Linked DNA regions of Mus musculus: region 1 is linked to region 2. A link is a contact called in public promoter capture Hi-C data. All regions are on one chromosome and are shown on one strand. The core of a region is the stretch at or near the end of the contact, and the rest is flanking DNA. Distances in the headings are between cores, read along the strand shown. Region 1 holds the start of Alg5 (asparagine-linked glycosylation 5 (dolichyl-phosphate beta-glucosyltransferase)). Region 2 holds the start of Frem2 (Fras1 related extracellular matrix protein 2).

Region 1 (7,152 bases), core at 1,386-3,885, 1.1 Mb before region 2:
ATCGATAATCCCAGTTCCAAGGGATCTGGCACCCTGTTCTGGCCTCTGGGGACTTGAGGCATGCACACATTGCACATACCTACACACATTCCCACAAAGCACTCATGTACAGAAAATAAAAATAAATACTAAGAAACAAACACCTGGGTGCCTTTTCCATGTGCTTGGGAAATGACCCTTAATTTATATCACTGTTTTCAGTGGTGAACTTTAAAACCAAAGCTCCCCATGTATGCAATTGTACTCATCCTGCTTTGATGACTCTCTCTAGTACCCCACCATGTGTGTACGGGGGAGCAGCCACAATGGAAATTAAGACGAGGGCTCAGTGGTTGAGAGCACCGGCTGCTCTCGCAGAGGACCCAGTTCAGTTCCCTGCACCCAATGTAGCGGCTCTCAACTGACTGCTTGAAAGTACAGCTCCAGGGAACCCAAAGTCTCTCTGGCTTCTAAACTTACGCATACACACATACACACTTAAAAATAATAAAAATAAAAACACAGTATGGCGGCGTGCTCTACTGTCCAGATTGTGACTTCTGAATTCAGTTTTCCAAAGAGCAATCGATTCTCCTAAGAAAACTATTAATCCAGGTCTGGGGTGGGAAGGTGTATTATTAACACAGCATATCATAGAGAAAGCAAATTCCATCTGTACCCACGAGGGCTGCATGAAAGGGAACAGGTACAGGGGGTCACTTGAGGACAAGTAGGTGAGTCACTTGAAGGCATTTCTCAGACCTGTGAAAAAGAAACTTCAGCATCGAAAGAATAATCACTACACTGAATGAAGACAGAAAAATTTACGTCTGTAATAACGCAAAAGTAAAACTGGCCACCCTCTTAAGATGTCAGGGGAAACATCTCATCATTTTTAAAAAATGTGTGCTTTCATATGTGAAAGTGTTTCTGGTGATTGGGTACCTGAGGACTTTTCATTTAAAAAAAAACAAAACAAAACACTCCAAAGCCCATCAAAAAGACACACGTGAACTTAATTAAATCTCAAGATCCTACAAGAAATGTGGAGGGCAAGTTAAAGATGCTTAGGAAGGCGTCTGTGAAATCCATACTGGCGCCAGGTGTGGTGGTGTGCACCTTTAATCCCAGCACTTGGAAGGCAGAGGCAGGCAAATTTCTGAGTTCGAGGCCAGCTTGGTCTACAGAGTGAGTTCCAGGACAGCCAGGGCTACACAGAGAAACCCTATCTCGAAAAAAAACCAAAACCAAAACCAAAAAAAAAATCCACACTGGCAAACTCCATACTGGCAAACTCCGAGTATTTAAATTGACAGGGTATTTGGAAACACAGAAATAACAGGTTTTAAAGACGGTTGGAATTAACTTATTACAGTAAAGTTTTAGAAGGAAGTCCTTATAGAAATAAATGCAGATGATTTAGAGATGAAATGTTATTTGGAATTGTTTTAAATTTATTTTCAAAAGTGGGCGGAGGCCGAGCATGGTGGCGCACGCCTTTAATCCCAGCACTCGGGAGGCAGGCGGATTTCTGAGTTCGAGGCCAGCCTGGTCTACAAAGTGAGTTCCAGGATAGCCAGAGTTATACAGAGAAACCCTGTCTCAAAAAAAAAAAAAAAAAAAAAAAAAAAAAGTGGGCGGAGAGAAAGAATGCCAACAGGCAGATGGAAAGTAGGCTTCAAGATGCAACGCACTGCACACCAAGTGCAACATGCTTGCAGTAAAATAAAGGGTACCTCTACTCGTTCAAGCCAGTGGGATCTAGTACAGTCCACACAGCCTCATCGTGCACACACAGTCAGCTAAGTCTGTATAAAGGATTCAAAGTAAAGTGGCCACAACCCGGAACGTGGCCAACAAAGTTCAGATTTGTTCCAAGCCTTTAAAGAAGGCATTTTAGTGAGAGAGGGCGCCTGGCTTCACCGGACACACAGCGACAGTCATCTGGCTACACCACTCCAAGACTGTGCATGTGCACATGTACATTGGCTAGGTGGCAGAGGCCTTTCTGGCCACCTGTCTCAATACAGGCAAGCTTTTCAGAATCTGCTTTCTGAATGAGTTACAGGCTCCTTTTCAAACTATGTGGCAGAGTTTAGTTGGCAAATATGTCCTCTTCTACATAATCAGAAGGGGTCTGCCACGTTTCTACAGGAATGGCAAAGAAAACGCTAAGGTGCCTGATTCTCAAGCAAAAAAACCCAAAACAAAACAAAAAGACCCCTGGCCAAAATGAATAGAACGCCGTCTGGGCCTATCTTTTGCTGACCCATCGTCCCTAGCCTTATGGATCGGCCGCTCTTTCCAGCTGCAGTGCATATGGGAGCCCCAGGAAGAAGACTGGGGAGTGGCGTGGAGGGGTGACAGGCGGGGGTTCAGAAGCAGGAGCCCCGAAAAGCTGGGCGGAGGCTCTGGGCACTCAAATAGGGTTCCAAAGGGGAACAAAGGTTCAAAGGATTTCAGGGAATCTGAGGCCAAGGGAGCCAAGCACGCGAGGGAAGCGCGGAAGGGACACCCGGAGCACCGGACTCCACCACGGTCTCACCAGAATGAGCGCGGCAGCCGCCAGCGCCACGCCGAGCCCCAGCAGCTGCAGTAGCAGCGTAGCCATCCCGCAGCTCCACACTTGCGGAAGCGCGGTGCGGCGCCGCGCCCCGCCCCAGCCGGCCCCGCAGGAGAGGCCGGCCTAGCCCTCGCCCGCCGCCCGCAGCGCCCCCGCCTGGCCGTGCCCCGCCACGGCAGGAAAGCCGAGGCCTCCCCGCAGCGCCCCCGCGCGGCTCCGCCGAGGACTGCAGGCCGGTCACCGAGTGCGGCAAGTCAAAGCCCTGGACCTGTGCACTGGCTTCACCCCTCGCGCCGTGCAGAGCAGCCATCTAAGGATGCCCGGCGCCGTGGAGGGTTTTAGGGTCACCCCCTTTTCATCTCGTGCGCCTGCGTGTGTGTGGGAGTGTGTTCGTGCACAAGCGCGCGGGCCCGTGGGACCCCGCGAGATTGGCGACTAGCGGGACGCTCGGGGTGGCCGGAGCTGGCGTTAATGCCTCGGGCGCAGGAACACGGTAGCTGCACTTCCCTAACCCAGGATCCCTCCGAGTGCCCTGGGCTGGAGGCACGCCTGGCGACCGGAGGGCGCAGGCGCGGAGGGCTGCGCAGGCGCAGAGCGGGCCGGAAAAATGGCGGCTGGGTTCAAGTGAGTGGCGGCGCGCGCAAAGAGGGCCCGGGTGCGGGTGTGGCGCGCGGCGGCGGGTGGGGGCCCCCCCGAGGACTCGCGGGGCCGCGGGAGGGCTCTGCCCACTCGAGGCGCTGAGGGACACTGCATCCAGGACGGCCCGGACCTCTTAGCCGAGGGCCACGCCGCTCTCCACGCAGGGCCGCCCTCGGAAGGGACTGGGAAAGCGTTGGGCGCGCTCTGGTTAAACCCGGAGCCGCCCACGCGTGCAGCCTGCAAACTCGCGTCTGCGGTGCGTGCACCGTACCTACCTGCAGTCACTTGTGGCCGCGGGTCGGCGAGGAGGCCAAACGTATGTACAATACACTCTTCCGTGGTAAAGTTGTGGATGCTGGCGAGTGTGGTTTATAACGGCGCGAAGTCACGCTAAGGTCCCTGCTTCAGAGCACGAGTGATGTGACTGACACCCAGGTTGACCCTCTTCTGGGTGTGCCAAGGGCCTCTGTTCCTCCTGACTATGGCACAGTTAAGGTCACCGCTGGAAACCGGTTGCTGCTGTGTGGCTTTTATAAATACGGGCCACACAGTTTCAAACGCCTGAGCCTGTCGAGATCACGCCTCAGACACCACACTCTCAAGTTCTGGGTTTCTGCTTTAGGACGCACTGACTGAGACACGTTTTAAACATTGTTTCAGAACTGTGGAGCCGCTGGAGTATTACAGGAGATTTCTGGTGAGTGAAGGTGGTTTTGTACGTTAGAGCTGTGGGTAAAAACACCAAGCTTCGGTTCATTTAAATGAATGAGGCTTAATGCTGCGTACCCGAAATACATCTATGACCCGTTTCCTTATAAACATTTAGAAGGAAAACTGCCGTCCTGATGGAAGAGAACTTGGTGAATTCAGAGCCACAACTGTCAACATAGGTGAAGATAAACTTCCTTTTAGTTGGGTGGGACATCCTTGGTGTCACGTAGTTTTTCAGCCAGCTCTACTATGTCTAACGCAATCGGGTGATGTTAAGAGATTTTTATCATCACACCAACCTTGTAGTTGATCTAAACTTTAGTTCAAATTGGGAGACCGAAGAAAAAGATGAAAAAACGTTAAGTAGTAATATCATTTTCAAGTCACTGACCTGAACCGGTCAAAAGTTTCAGGGGGTGGGTGGGTGGGGGTGGGGGGAGTTTCAGAGGCAAACAAAAAGATTTAAACTACTTTGTAGGAAACTTTGTGGTTATTTTCTTTTTTTTTTTCTTTTTAAAATTTTTTATGAATACCAAGTTTACCTTTCCAGGTTCAATCAGTACAGCGGATGGCTCTGCTCTCGTGAAGCTGGGGAATACCACGGTCATTTGTGGCGTTAAAGCAGTAGGTTTCCTGTATGCCTGTAATGTCTGAATTCCAAGTTAACTGCATGCTTATGAGGTTGTACTTGATCAGGGGCTGGTATTTGGAATGATATTCCCCAAGGTTGGTTTTTGTTTTTTTGTTTTTTACATGTGAGCATCATTAACGCTTTACAAGGTGAGTCCTCAGCACGTCACACGTTAGGGTTTCAGCAATATCGGTTTTGAAATCGACTGTTACAGTGACACCTTTAGCCATCGATAGCTTTTGTTCGTCGTAGGAATAGTAACTGTCTGCTGAGCTTTTTAGATGCTCTACTGTTACCAATCTCTGTAAGTAGAAGGTAGGCAGAGTCTACTGACAGAACCTGTGCTTTCTCACGTTTCACTGAGCAGCTTTCCTCGTTTAGGTCTGTGGTCAAGCTGAAGTAATAACTGTCAGACCACATACTGCTTGCCAGGATTATACCTGGGACTTAGTGGCACTGTCTCACTTGGGCCCTCAGGAGTAGGCAGGTACTGTTTATCTGTCCCTGTGTCAGCAGAGGAACTTGAGAGATAAGTAACTTTCCCCAGCTCTTGCAGTCTCTTGTGTGGATCTATAGCTGCACTGGGCTCTTATTGCTATATACCTCGCTTCTAGCCACTACTGGCTCCCCAGCCTGGTCATGTCAGTGTCGCTTGGGGATTAAATTCAGATTTGGCTGCTGAACAAGTCATAGGGTGGGCATAATCCCACTGGTCCTCATGGATGAGCAGCACAGTTTGATTACACTGCCCTTTAACCTCCCTGGGAGTCACTAGGAAGGCAGTGCCAGCATCCTTAACATGGGTTAATTGGCTGAAATGGTCTCTGGCACGGCCTCTGTGGATGACTAGAATGTCATCGTGTTGCGTGGCTTTTCTCACTGGAATACATTGTTTGCTTTTGTAGGAATTTGCAGCACCACCAGTAGATGCCCCCGATAGAGGATATGTCGGTGAGTTAAATGCTCATAATTTTAATGAATTATAAGTAAGTTGAGAGATACCTCTGGCAGTGAGGTAATTGAGGTGGATAGCAATTCCCAATGTTCAAAAATAGAATAACGACTCCCCAGCTCCAACCCCACAAAGCTTTCTGCTTATCAGAAGATAACGGAGAGGGGAAATCCCAAGAACTTCAGTTTGCCAACCCTGTATGGACAGGTTTTTATTTACATATTCAGTTGCCCTTATTCAAAAAGCCAGTATTGCAGATTAAAATCCTGTCTATGTTCTATTTAAAGTACTGGGCAATATTTTTGGTCTTGGATTATCTTTTCCATAGGTGGGAAACAGCATTTAAAACTTGAATAGTTGGATGTGAGCAAAGAGTCTACCCATGGCCAGTCACAGTGTCCCATGCTGGGGAGCAGTCCCTTTACTAGTAACCAAGCTGTCAGAGCTAAAATTTAGTTCACAGCTGCAGTGTTTCTTTCAGTCCCTAATGTGGATCTACCACCGCTGTGTTCTTCGAGGTTCCGGACAGGACCTCCTGGGGAAGAGGCTCAAGTAACCAGCCAGTTCATTGCAGATGTCGTTGACAAGTAAGGCTGTTAGGATAGTTTTACCACCATTCATTATCGCGTGGTTTGCCTTCCCATTTACTGTGTTCTTTATCGTTACATCAAGCTCACAGGTGATTAAGAAAGAGGATTTATGCATTTCTCCAGGCAAGGTAAGAGCAGCCTGCGCTTTTATGAGCTCTGAAGTGGCCATGTGGCCTAACGGGGTAGTGGAGATTACTCAACCTTAAACCCTGACATTTTAGAGTTTAGAAGGAATCCTGCAAGTTCATTTGACCCTGTATTTGTCTAAATAAACAATTGCTTCATAAATCCTTTCCAGCTGGGTTTTATTTAGTTTAATGAGTTAGAGTCACACTATGTACCCGGGCCGGACTTTCCCTCCTCCTTCTGTATCTTACCAAGTGCTGGGATTACAGACAGGTGTATGCCATCATGTCATGTCAACAAGTAACAAATTAGCTGTCTAGGAAGCTAACTTTTAAGCTAAGGTTACACACATACACACCTTCTAACTAAGGAAAAAAAAGCTTTTATTCCTTATAATAGATCAGGTTTTACTTAAGCTGATATTTATGGATACCTCATAGTATGTCCATACATTGGTTTCCCTTGTGAATTTATAGTGCTATTACTATAAAATCTTCATTCCACGGTAGAGAGCACATATCACAGTAGCCCTTTCACTGGCTAACGTAGCAGCAGGCATAAAGCTTCCTCTTTGTACCTATAGCTCTATTTAGGGGAGTAGACAGGGTTGTCTCTTGTCGGTTTGCTAGTCAAAGCCCAGCTTTCCTAACCTACTTTGACTTCTACTTTATAAAAAGTTTAAGGGAAAAAGGGAGATCTTAGGCTTTCAAGTCTATCTTGTTTTGTCTAACCAGTGGTTCTGTAATTCTTAGGACTGAGGAAAAAGCACTGTGCTATTACCAGGTCTAATTTCTTCTGTCAATTATTTTAGCTTGCTTGGGTTCTATACTGTGACCTCATTTGTCTAGACTACGATGGGAACATTTTGGATGCCTGCACATTTGCTTTGTTAGCAGCTTTAAAGAATGGTAAGCAACCTTAATAAAGATAATTTTCCTGCTAATACAGTCAAGAGTATAGC
Region 2 (7,574 bases), core at 57-2,556:
ACACTTAAATCTTACGACTTTCATTTAGACTGAAATTTACAAGGATTCTCAACGCATCCTGTTTCCCAAATTCGGTGTTTTATTGAAGAGAAATAGGCATTATTTCAGGTCCTTCTTTCATAGTCCCTTTTATATTACTGGGGAAAATATTTCGACGTGATAAGCAAGAGTGCCCAGAACCCCATTGAAAGCGACTGGGTTTTGATTGTGAGGGGGTTTGGGTGCAGCGCAGGGAGAGGAATCTGCATACTGAGGAAACCTGACCAACCGACACAAGGGGGCAGGAAGCGCCCAGCCTAGGGTTTCAATCTGGTCTAGCTGAAAAGAGGTTTATCTAAACTCTTCTTTGCCCTCCGGGTATTTATCAATTCTCTCGGCGTGGAAAAAGAAAAACGGGGAAAAAAAGCTATGCTGCTGACAGCTGGGTTTAGCTTGTCCTTCGTCTAAATTCTGCAAGGTGAACTGAGCGTCTGCAGTGACAGCTCTCTAGCTAGGGGTAGTTTAGGACAGCCTGGGGCTACATTCTCTGGAACTTCTCTGGTGGGAGACTGGCGATTCTGATCAGACTGCATTTCTCACACACCCCAAATGCTTCTTTTCACTTTAACTCTGTGAACTTTGACTGCAAAGGAGGGGCTTGATTTAAAAAACAACAACAACCACCGCCACCAATCCGCCGGACAGGGTCCGTTTCGTAAAGCACGGGAAAATCAGCAAGGGCTTGGGTGGGGGTGGGAGTCGGGGCGGGGGTGGGGGCTTGTGGTGGTGACCCTGGTGGGTATTGCACCTGCTCTAGCTAGGTAGGTCTGGCTTTTAATCCCCTGTCTGTTTGAAAATCTCCAGTGCCTTCCCAAACTGCTCTGGGTTCCTTTTCAAACTCAACAACAAGGTGTGTTCAACTTTGTTCTTCACTCCCACCCTGGCTTTGGAAGTTTCGACAAGAGGTGGCCATCCCGGGAGAGATTTCAATGACCAAGGAACGGGACTGAGATGCATTAATAGATGCACTAATCTTTAGACCTGAAGACTTGAGTCCGTAGAGCCGCGCAGGCTGGTGGTTGAGCCGCAGCCCCAGGTCCGGGCAAGCAAGCTCAGGGCGCCCCTCCATTCCAACCAACCTGTTGCACCTCTCTCAGAGCAGCTCTGCGCAGTTTCCCCGCCTGGGAGCTGATTGACAGCAGTCACTACCCAACCCTGGACTCAGGGCCTCCTCCAGCGATCAGCGATTGGTCCCCTGAGAGAATTGGAGTTAGGGGTGCAAAGGGAGAGATTTTCCTCAAAGGACTCAAAGTTCCCGGGACCTGGGACGTAGGGACTCTCCTGACTGCTACACGCCCGGGACGCGCTGGAAGTGTTTAGTGCCTTGGATTGCGGCTCCAAGGAGGGACCGTGCGGTGCATTTGGCCATCCTCCTGGTCCAGCCCTGCCACTGGGAGGGCCCCGCAGGCACCGCGCCGAGTTCCCGGCCCTTCCCACCGTGCTCTCTAGGAGCCTGCAAAGTCTAGCTTTGCATACCCGCCGGGTGAACTGTCGGAACTCTAAGGCCGGCAGCCTGCATACCACAAGGGCTCCCGGGATGGCCAGCCGTGCGCGCAGGACAGCCAAGTTCTCCAGCTTCCAGCCGATACTCGCACAGTCGCCTAGGCTGCTGCTGCTGCTGCTGCTCCTGTCACTGGTAAGCTACGTCTCCACACAGGCTGCTGGCCCCGGTGCAGCACTTCAGTCCCTGGGTCTCTCCGGGACTTCGGGAGTCCCTACAGAGGAAGCTATAGTGGTGGCAAACCGCGGGCTCCGTGTGCCCTTCGGTCGCGAAGTCTGGCTGGATCCGTTGCGTGACTTGGTGCTGCAGGTGCAGCCAGGAGACCGCTGCACAGTGACCGTGTTAGACAACGACGCGCTGGCCCAGCGGCCGGGCCACTTGAGTCCCAAGCGTTTTGCGTGCGACTATGGCCCGGGTGAGGTGCGCTACTCGCACCTGGGTGCTCGCAGCCCTTCCCGCGACCGCGTCCGCCTGCAGCTGCGCTACGATGCTCCAGGAGGGGCGATAGTCCTGCCACTGGCACTAGAGGTGGAAGTGGTCTTCACCCAGCTGGAGATTGTGACTCGGAATTTACCTCTGGTCGTGGAAGAACTGCTAGGGACCAGTAATGCCTTGGACGATCGGAGCTTAGAGTTCGCCTACCAGCCTGAGACCGAGGAGTGCCGCGTGGGCATCTTGTCAGGTCTGAGCGCTTTGCCTCGTTACGGAGAACTCCTTCACTACCCACAGGTCCAGGGAGGGGCCGGAGATAGAGGGACCTCTAAGACCCTTTTGATGGACTGCAAAGCATTCCAGGAGCTGGGAGTCCGCTACCGCCACACAGCCCCCAGCCGCTCGCCTAACAGGGACTGGCTGCCTATGGTGGTCGAGCTGCATTCGCGAGGGGCTCCAGAGGGCAGCCCGGCTCTAAAACGCGAACACTTCCAGGTGCTTGTGAGGATTCGAGGAGGAGCGGAGAACACTGCACCCAAGCCCAGTTTCGTGGCCATGATGATGATGGAGGTGGACCAGTTTGTACTGACTGCTCTCACTCCAGACATGCTAGCAGCCGAGGATGCTGAATCCGACCCAGACCTTTTGATTTTCAACCTCACCTCTGCCTTCCAGCCTGGGCAGGGCTACCTGGTGAGCACGGATGACAGAAGCCTGCCTCTCTCCTCCTTTACACAGCGGGATTTGCGCCTGCTGAAGATTGCCTACCAGCCTCCCTCTGAAGACTCGGATCAGGAGCGTCTGTTTGAACTAGAGCTGGAGATAGTGGACCCTGAAGGAGCAGCCTCAGACCCTTTCGCCTTCATGGTGGTGGTGAAACCCATGAACACACTGGCTCCCGTGGTCACACGAAACACTGGCCTTATTCTCTATGAGGGTCAATATCGGCCGCTCACGGGTCCCATAGGCAGTGGACCCCAGAACTTGGTCATCAGTGATGAAGATGACCTAGAAGCTGTGAGGCTGGAGGTGGTGGCTGGGCTCCGGCATGGCCACCTTGTTATTCTGGGTTCTCCCAGTAGCGACTCTGCTCCCAAGACCTTCACAGTGGCGGAGCTGGCGGCTGGCCAGGTTGTGTATCAGCATGATGACAAAGACGGTTCACTGAGTGACAACTTGGTGCTGCGCATGTCCGATGGAGGAGGCAGGCACCAGGTCCAGTTCCTGTTCCCTATCACTTTAGTGCCTGTGGATGACCAGCCGCCGGTCCTGAACGCCAACACTGGGCTGACAGTGGCTGAGGGGGAAACTGTGCCTATCCCACCCTTGACTCTCAGTGCAACCGATATAGATTCAGATGACTCTCAGCTGGTTTTTGTCCTGTTGCCACCCTTCTCAAGCTTGGGGCACCTGCTTCTCCGCCAAAGGCATGTCCCCCAGGAAGAGCAGGGTCTGTGGCAGAAGCAAGGGTCATTTTACGAGCGAACGGTGACAGAGTGGCGGCAACAGGATATAACAGAGGGGAAGCTCTTCTATAGGCACTCGGGGCCCCACAGCCCTGGGCCGGTGATGGACCAGTTCATGTTTAGAGTCCAAGACAATCATGATCCCCCTAACCAGTCTGGGATCCAGAGGTTTGTAATACGCATTCATCCCGTGGACCGTCTCCCTCCAGAACTGGGCAGTGGCTGTCCCCTTCGGATGGTGGTACAGGAATCCCAGCTCACACCACTGAGGAAAAGGTGGCTGCACTACACTGACCTGGACACAGATGACCGAGAGTTACAGTACACAGTGACCCAGCCTCCCACGGACACAGATGAGAACCACTCGCCGGCTCCACTGGGCACGTTGGTCTTCACTGATAATCCCTCAGTGGTGGTGAGCCATTTTACCCAAGCCCAGGTCAATCATCATAAAATTGCTTACAGGCCCCCAGGGCAGGAGCTAGGAGTCGCAGCCCGAGTGGCTCAGTTCCAGTTCCAAGTAGAGGATCGAGCTGGGAATGTGGCTCCTGGCACCTTCACCCTTTACCTGCAGCCTGTGGATAACCAGCCCCCCGAGATTGTCAACACTGGCTTCACCGTTGAGGAGAAGGGCCACCACATCCTGCGTGAGACCGAGCTGCATGTGAGTGATGTTGACACGGATGTGACCCACATCTCGTTCACTCTCACACAGGCCCCCAAACACGGCCACATGCAAATATCTGGACGGCCACTGCATGTAGGCGGACAATTCCACTTGGAGGACATAAAGCATGGCAGAATTTCCTACTGGAATAGCGGGGATGAGTCTTTGACTGACAGCTGCTCCCTGGAGGTCAGCGACAGACACCATGTGGTGCCAATCACTCTCAGAGTGAACGTTCGGCCAGGGGACCGTGAAGGTCCTATGTCAGTCCTTCCTGCTGGTACTCTGGAGTCCTATCTAGACGTCTTAGAGAATGGGGCTACTGAAGTCACTGCCAATATCATTAAGGGGGCCTATCAGGGTACCGATGATTTGATGCTGACCTTCCTGTTAGAAGGCCCACCCTCCTATGGGGAAATCTTAGTCAACGGAGCTCCAGCTGAGCAGTTCACCCAGAGGGACATCCTGGAGGGCTCTGTTGTCTACGCTCACACCAGTGGTGAGATTGGCCTGTTGCCCAAAGCTGACTCTTTTAACCTGAGTCTATCAGCTATGTCTCAAGAATGGAGAATCGGTAGCAGCATCGTTCAAGGCGTCACTGTGTGGGTGACCATCCTCCCCGTGGACAGCCAAGCCCCTGAGATTTCTCTTGGTGAACAGTTTGTAGTGCTGGAAGGTGACAAGAGTGTGATAAGCCTGACCCACCTAAGTGCTGAGGACATGGACTCCCTGAAGGATGACCTCTTGTGCACAATAGTCATTCAGCCAACCTCAGGCTATGTAGAGAACATTTCTCCAGCACCAGGCTCAGAGAAATCAAGAGCCGGGGTTGCCATAAGTGCCTTCACGCTGAAGGATCTCAGGCAAGGACACATTAACTATGTCCAGAGTGTCCACAGAGGAGTGGAGCCTGTCGAAGACCGCTTTATATTCCGTTGTTCTGACGGTATTAACTTCTCTGAGAGACAGATATTCCCCATTGTCATCATTCCTACCAATGACGAGCAGCCAGAAATGTTCATGAGGGAATTCATGGTGATGGAAGGCATGAGTCTGGTGGTCAACAGACTCATCCTCAACGCTGCTGATGCCGACATTCCCAGGGATGATCTAACGTTTACTATTACCCGGTTTCCAACTCACGGTCATGTCATGAACCAGTTAATCAATGGTACAGTGTTGGTTGAAAGCTTCACCCTGGATCAGATTATAGAGAGTTCCAGCATTATTTATGAGCACGATGACTCTGAGACACAAGAGGACAGTTTTGTGATTAAACTGACAGATGGCAAGCACTCCGTGGAGAAGATGGTCCTCATTGTGGTCATCCCTGTTGATGACGAGACACCCAGAATGACCATCAATAATGGGCTAGAAATAGAAATTGGGGAAACCAAAGTTATCAACAACAAAGTCCTAATGGCAACCGATCTAGACTCTGATGACAAATCACTGGTTTATATTATCCGTTATGGACCAGGGCATGGCTTGTTACAGAGACAAAAACCTCTAGGTGCCTTTGAAAATATCACTCTAGGCATGAATTTTACCCAGGACGAAGTGGACAGGAACTTGATTCAATATGTCCACTTTGGGCAAGAAGGTATTCGAGACCTGATTAAATTCGATGTGACAGATGGAACAAATGCTCTTATAGATCGCTACTTTTACGTGACTATTGGAAGTGTTGACATTGTCTTCCCTGATGTGGTAAGTAAGGGCGTGTCCTTGAAAGAAGGTGGCAAAGTCACTCTGACAACGGATCTGCTGAGCACAAGTGACTTGAACAGCCCTGATGAGAACTTAGTTTTCACCATTACCAGGGCTCCTATGAGAGGTCACTTGGAGTGCACGGATCGAAGGGGACTGTCCATCACTTCTTTCACTCAGCTCCAGCTGGCTGGTAACAAAATCTACTACATACACACGGCTGAGGATGAGGTCAAAATGGACAGCTTCGAGTTTCAAGTCACCGATGGGCGGAACCCTGTCTTCCGAACTTTCCGGATCTCAATCAGTGACGTAGACAACAAAAAGCCAGTGGTCACCATCCACAACCTGGTGGTCAGTGAAAGTGAAAGTAAGCTGATCACCCCCTTTGAACTCACTGTGGAGGACAGAGATACCCCTGACAGGCTCCTAAAATTCATTGTCACCCAGGTCCCTGTTCACGGTCACCTCCTCTTCAACAATACCAGATCTGTCATGGTTTTCACCAAGCAAGACTTGAATGAAAACTTAATCAGCTACAAACACGATGGCACAGAATCCACGGAAGACAGCTTCTCCTTCACCGTGACTGACGGCACCCACTCGGACTTCTATGTTTTTCCTGATACAGTGTTTGAAACCAGGAGACCTCAAGTGATGAAAATCCAGGTGTTACCTGTTGACAACAGTGTCCCCCAAATTGTGGTGAACAAAGGAGCTTCTACCCTTCGTACCCTGGCCACTGGCCATTTAGGGTTCATGATCACAAGCAAAATACTCAAAGTGGAGGACAGAGACAGCCTGCATTTTTCTCTCAGGTTCATTGTGACAGAAGCCCCCCAACATGGCTACCTTCTCAACCTGGGCCAAGGAAACCACAGTGTCACACAGTTCACCCAAGGTATGTTCTGCTTCTCCTTACACCCAAAGCCCTGCTAGGTCTTACTCCTTGAGAATGAGGGGGGTCCCTAAGCCTTAGAAGTAGAGCATCAGGATTGAGTTAAAGGGGCAAGGAAGAGAGGAGAGGAGAGAGGAAGGGGGGAGGAGAGGAGAGGAAGGGGAAAGAAGAGGAGAGGAAGGGGGAGGAGAGGAGAGGAAGGGAGAGAGAGAGGAGGAGAGGAGAGGAAGGGGGAGGAGAGGAGAGGAGAGGAGAGGAGAGGAGAGGAGAGGACAGGAGAGGAGAGGAGAGGAGAGGGGAGAGGAAGGGGAGAGGAGAGGAGAGGAGAGGAGAGGAGAGGAGAGGAAGGGGGAGGAGAGGAGAGGAAGGGAGAGGAAAGGAGAGGAGAGGGGAGGGGAGGGGAGGGGAGGGGAGGAATAGAGGTGGAGAGCACACAGATGCCCTCAGTCCAAGGAAACACCTCCACGTTGCTGTGTGTTGTGTTGTAACCACCTTTATCAGAGGGACTAGGAAGGTACTGTAACTATGGTGAGATATGCTGATGAGGAAAGACATGGATTTGGGGGTTTATGACAGAGGCTGACTTTCTAACGCTTCTTCACGTCACCAAGTCTCCTGCCATCCTGTTTGGAACACAGCACACAGTCCTTGGAACATTTCAGTGCCTTAAAGAGAGATTTGTGGTATACATCACCTGGTTGTCATTATCAATATCAATATACACTCAAACACAATACCTTTAAATTCTAAATTACCTTTTTACTTTTAAATACTGGGTTGATAGTGGCTGTGACTATTGGGAATTTTATAACTAACAGAATATTTATTTACATTTATTTGAGACTTTTAAAAATATTTCCT

What was found. Promoter capture Hi-C pulls out the DNA fragments that hold promoters and counts their contacts.
Region 1: a contact with region 2 is called in a promoter capture Hi-C map of embryonic stem cells. The contact joins the promoter of Alg5 here to the promoter of Frem2 in region 2. A contact is called at or near these places in 3 of 39 promoter capture datasets (cranial neural crest and embryonic stem cells) and 1 of 115 datasets of contacts at active chromatin or transcription factors (large pre-B cells).

What each region holds. Positions count from the first base shown.
Region 1 is chr3:54,731,022-54,738,173 of GRCm38.p6, reverse strand. It overlaps Alg5 (asparagine-linked glycosylation 5 (dolichyl-phosphate beta-glucosyltransferase)), which reads right to left and starts at 2,635. Exons shown (of 10, transcript NM_025442.3): 1 at 2,525-2,635. The coding sequence starts at 2,590. Exosc8 (exosome component 8) reads left to right here and starts at 2,810. Exons shown (of 11, transcript NM_027148.3): 1 at 2,810-3,166; 2 at 3,842-3,878; 3 at 4,008-4,071; 4 at 4,443-4,516; 5 at 5,429-5,474; 6 at 5,957-6,062; 7 at 6,148-6,193; 8 at 7,003-7,099. The coding sequence starts at 3,150.
Region 2 is chr3:53,651,087-53,658,660 of GRCm38.p6, reverse strand. It overlaps Frem2 (Fras1 related extracellular matrix protein 2), which reads left to right and starts at 1,306. Exons shown (of 24, transcript NM_172862.3): 1 at 1,306-6,716. The coding sequence starts at 1,577.